2 separate regions of the Gossypium hirsutum genome follow, and region 1 is linked to region 2. A link is a contact called in public Hi-C data. All regions are on one chromosome and are shown on one strand. The core of a region is the stretch at or near the end of the contact, and the rest is flanking DNA. Distances in the headings are between cores, read along the strand shown.

The links. Hi-C and Micro-C count contacts between places; a contact is called where the count stands out from the background.
Region 1: a contact with region 2 is called in a Hi-C map of leaf, with 1.8 times the contacts expected there. The contact joins the enhancer-like site here to the promoter of LOC107951684 in region 2. A contact is called at or near these places in 5 of 34 Hi-C or Micro-C datasets (leaf and seedling).

The regions. Positions count from the first base shown.
Region 1 is chrA02:98,956,354-98,959,053 of Gossypium_hirsutum_v2.1, reverse strand. The region is part of intron 2 of LOC107951682 (a long non-coding RNA gene); the gene reads left to right. Among protein-coding and RNA genes, the nearest start is that of LOC107951682, 3.0 kb to the left of the region's middle. Within about 2 kb of position 1,258, at least 5 of the 9 cell types and tissues checked have an H3K27ac peak or open chromatin away from gene starts, as enhancers often do. A contact at or near this core is called in leaf, where this site is marked.
Region 2 is chrA02:98,922,251-98,924,950 of Gossypium_hirsutum_v2.1, reverse strand. It overlaps LOC107951684 (FCS-Like Zinc finger 5), which reads left to right and starts at 1,325. Exons shown (of 2, transcript XM_016886806.2): 1 at 1,325-1,882; 2 at 2,203-2,613. The coding sequence starts at 1,548. The coding sequence ends at 2,374.

The sequences.
Region 1 (2,700 bases), core at 9-2,508, 34 kb before region 2:
AAAACCTAAACCACCATTTTCTTTTAAATCACAAAGGTTTTTCCAAGTGCACCAATGAATACCCCTTTTTCTGTGGCCCTTCTGCCACCAGAATCGTGCGACAATACTTACTTTTGAATTCATCACATAGGGCCTTAGGCAATAAAAAACAGGTCATCGTGTAAATTGGTATCGCCTGTAAAATGGCCTTCACAAATACTTCCTTCACCCCTTGAGATAAAAGCCGATTGCTCCAATTATCAGTACGTTTTCGGAGTCGGTCCTTCAAGTTTTGAAAGGATGCCTTTTTCCTACTGCCCACCGTACTCAGCAACCCCAGGTAATGCTCTAGTTCGTTCGAACTGCGGACCCCTAGCAAATTAAGAACCAAGCTCCTATCATCTTCCGAGGTATTCTTACTGAAAAAGACTTGATTTGTCAAAATTAACAATTAACACACTGACTTGAACAAAATTTATACTCCCACAAAATGTCTTTGAATAACGTAGCAACCCTACTTATGGCCTCCCCAAATAAAATACAATCATCAGCAAACAAAAGATGTGATACCTGTGGCTCGCTTCTACTAACCTTAACACCTTTAAAGAGCCTGCTATTCATTGCTAGCCTCAATAGGCTCGACAGACCCTCCCCACATAAGAGGAATAAAAACGGGTTTAACGGATCACCTTGTCTAAGTCCTCTGGTTGGGAAAATTTTTTCCCTAATATGCCCATTTATAACTACTGAATAAGAGATCTTTGAAACACATTTCATAAGGGCATCTACCCACTTCATATCAAACCCCATTTGTAGTATGACTTCTGTTATAAAAGCTCATTCAACTCTATCCTATGTTATGCTCATGTCTAGTTTAACTGTCATATACCCTGTCTTCCCCGATCCCTTCGTGTTTAACTTACGCAATACTTCATATGCCAATAGCACGTTGTCTGATATTAATCATCCTGGCACAAAAGCACGTTGTGCTTCATCAATACATTAACCAATGGCACCTCGTAAACGATTAGTTAAAATCGTAGCCAGAATTTTATAGAGCACATTACACAAACTGATTGGTCAAAATTGTGTGATATTTGAGGGGCTGGTGACTTTCGGAACAAGTACTATATTAGTATAGTTCACAGCACTAATCTCCATATTCCCATTAAGAATTTGAAGACAAAAAGAAATGGTATCTTCTCCAACGATATGCCAATGTTCTGGATAAAAAAAAGGTGAAAAGTCGTCCTCCCCCGGTGCCTTTGTGGGTCCCATTTTAAAAACTGCTGTTGTACTCTCCTCCCTGGTATATTTTGCAGTAAGCTTTTGATTATCTTCATCGAATATACAATGCTCAATCCCAGATAACAAATAGTCGTAACTACCTCTACCTCCTGCTGAAAATAAACTTTGAAAATAAGATCTAGCACTACCCTCTATTTCTTGCAATTCTACCATTTCGCTTCCATCTTCATTTTGTAATCTACGAATAAGGTTCATCTTTCGCCGTTGTGATGCATGACTATGAAAAAACGCTGTATTTTTATCTCCAAATTTCAGCTAATTAAGTCGAGCCCTCTGTTCCCAATAACATTCATCTTTATCAATATTCAAGTTTAAATTAATTTTCGTATCAATCAGCTAGGCTAAATTCTCATCATCTCTCTCTGCTTTAGACTGTTTTGCTAATTTTCCCATAAGGATTTGTTTTTTCTTTATCCTATTCATATGAATTTTCCCCGCCCATTGTTTCAAGCTTGTTTTTAAATTTTCCAGCTTCTACAACAAGACCCCTGAAGACTCCTTCCACAAACATTTGACTTCATTAATAAAAGATTCCTCCAAAGACCACCAGGCCTCAAATTTGAAACCCTTATTCTTCAAGCGATCTTCATTCATTCTTGTATTAATGAGAAGGGGATAATGATCAGAAAAAGTGTGCACTAAATGTTGGATTTTCACCTTCAGGAACATAACAATCCATTCTGTGTTGGCAACCCCTCTGTCTAACCGTTCTCGAATGTTCGTCTGTGGTACCTCTCTCCCAAGTGAACCAATTCCCACAAAAACCCACATCGTTTAGATGACATTTTTCCAGTGTTCTTCGGAAGAGTTTTATTCGTCTTTCATCTCTAGGCAATCCTCCTTTTTTCTCAAAACCATACATAATCTCATTGAAATCTTCACAAACTAACCAAGGAATATTCCTGTCAAATGCCAACCTTTTCAGAACAGCCCATAAATCAGCCCTATCGGACGCATAAAGGGATCCATAGAATCTCGTAAATCTTTAATTAGTCCTGTATTCCTTGTCCGTAACAATCACATCAATATGCCTCTTGGAAAAAGTACGGAGTGTTATATTTATATTCAGCCTCAATGTTAAACACAAACCTCTTCGTGTACCATCTGAGTCAACTTTAATACCATTCACAAAACCACCACTTCTATGAACTCACTCCATCTGTCGTCTACTAAGCTTTGTCTCTATAAAGAGGACTATTTGGGGATTATATATCTTCAGCGAATGTCGAAGTCTTTTAATCGTCCGTGGTCTCCCCAAACCACGAACATTCCAGCTTAAGATTTTCATTGCGTTTGGTCGGCTTGCCTCTAGGCAAACTCCGATGATAAAATATTAAAATCCACCGTACGCTTACTCATTGTCATTACATTGCCCCAGTCTCCTCTTTCCCCGTTAGATCACTCATTTTCCTT
Region 2 (2,700 bases), core at 76-2,575:
GTTATAAATCTTATGAATAGCAAAGAAAATTTTAAAATGGTAAAATTCATTAATACAATGAACAACAAACGATTAATTTGTTTAAAAGTTTCTCTAGCCTAACGTTTATATATATATTAATTATAAATTAAATCATTTTTGTTTTTTCTTTTCAATCGAATTAGATCTATATAACTATAACATCTATTAAGATATAATTTAAGCTCAATTTAAGTGAAACTACATTGAATCGTACTATTAAATTAAGAAAACTCAAATTATTGTGACAACTAAAACCAAACTTAAATTTAATTTCAATGAAATTTGAGATTAATTAAACTCCAAATTACGTTAGATTTGATATTAAAATCCTAGGATTTTTGTAGTGATTTCCCAAGTTGTCAATATTGTAGCATTTGTGCCATGATTTAAGGCTAAGTTATATATTATAGACTGTAGTGGGTGTACCTCAAAATTCTAAAGAAAAAGTAATTAAAGATCCCCTAATACTAAGAAACAAAAGTGCATTGAGTTGAATGAATTATAGTTAAGATATTTAACTAATTATAATCCATTGTTAATGAAATTTGTATATTTTAGAAACCAATGTTATATATTTAAATTTGTAAAGATTATATTTTTTATATTTAAAACATAATTTATATATTTACATTAAATTTTACAAATAATTAATTTTTTTAAAAAATATTTAAATTTTATATTTCATATATCAAAATATTAATAATGGGTTACAATGAATTTGTTGATATATAAAATCAACAGAGACAAAGAAAGAGGAGAGGGGGCGGTGTCGAGGAAAGCCGGTTCACCCACTCTAAGATTGAGAGCCAAAAAAGTAAATAGAGTTAGGATGAATGCTTAACGTATTAAAATTTAGAGAGAAGAGAAGAGTCTTTATTTTTATTTTTTATTTTTGGCTTTCAAACTTAGAGTGGATGAACTGATCTTCTTCGACACTGCCCACTCTCCTTCTCATCTGCCTCTTTAATACTATGTATCAACAAAATTATTTTTTACTAAAATATTATAATATTAACAAATTTAAATATCATTTAGACATATTTTATTTTTCAAAAATATTTTTAACACCAACATTAAACATTTAAAACTTAAATTAAAGTTTTTAAAAGTGTTATTATGAAATTGGAATTCCTAAGTTTGGTAGAGAGATGAAAAAGGAATAGGGGTGGTCCAAAGGTGAGAAAAGAAAGATGGGACATTAGCAACAAAATGTCAAGGCTTGTAAAAGCAATGCCAGCAGCAACCCAACACATAGCAATAATGGACTTTTATATAATTAAATAATTAACCTTCCCAAAACTCCAAATGAATCTCTTTCGTATTTAAAAACTTCCAGCTGAGGGTGCCAAAGATTCCCTTGATTCTTCCCTAAAGGTTAAAATATACATAATTAACCATGTTTTACATTTCAATCCTCTCTCCCTTAATTTATCTCCCCCACCTCGCTTTTCCTTCCATTCCCACTCCCTTTGCTATTCACTAGAGCAAAAACAAGAGAGAAAGCCAATACGCATACATATAGCAGGATGATGCTCGGAAAACGCTCACGTCAGCCGATCAAGAGGACGACAAGCATGACGGGTATCACCGTCGATGTCTCCGACGCGGAGGATGTCGTCGACCATCACCAAGACCCAATCATATCCCATCCTCCTCCCCCTCAAATCCACCCTTTGCATGAATCCCCCGACGTTAACTCCCGTTACGATCAACGCTTCTTGGCCATGGTGTCGCCCAGAAACCCAGCTTCTTTTACTAGCCATGTCATCGGCAGCAGCACCACTGCCGCTGCTCCTTTTTTGCGAGCTTGTTGGCTTTGTAATCGCCGCTTAGCTCCTGGTCGTGACATATATATGTATAGGTATTTTTCTCCTTTTCATCCAGTTTCATTTATTTTCTTTTAAATTTTATTGAAAATTCAGTTCATATATATTAAGATTGAATCTAAAGTTGTATGAACAAGAAAAGAAAGAGAAAAAAAAAATTCTCTTTCTTTCCATCCAAACAACATTTTAACCTCCCTTAGAACTCCGTCTTTGCTTCTTACTTTTTTTTTTTAATTTATATTAATATATGGTATCTAGAAGTTATATGTAGAATTATAATTATTAACAGAGAATTAAAGCCAATATTTGGGTTGAATTATTTGTCAAATAATGAAAAAGAGAAACATTATTGCAGGGGGGATACAGCGTTTTGTAGTCAAGAGTGCAGAGAAAAACAGATGAAGCAAGATGAAAGAAAAGAAAAGCTAAACATTAATGCTTCAAAGAAAGAAGACCGCCATGCCCATTCCTCTTCAACCACCACCTCCTCCAAGACTTCTAAAGCGAAGCCTGTGGTTGCTGCTTGAACTTTGAAGAAAGTAGATGAATGATTAATTTCGATAGGAATTAAGCCAAAATCCAAACCCAGCCAGCCTCAAAAGAAGAAGAGTAGAAATCAATGGGCTTTCGTCATATATAATAGTGGGTGCAGTTAAATTATTATAAAGATGTGGATGGTGATGCAAATAGGCAAAGCTTTAAGCTTCTTATACATGGATTCCAATGTTATAACTCTTTCTAATATAGTTTCCTTTTTTTACTACCATCATCACTACTTCCACTATATATTCAACCTATCAATTATTAATGTCACAAACAAATGAATCATTACAATAAAAGAAATCCCATCTTT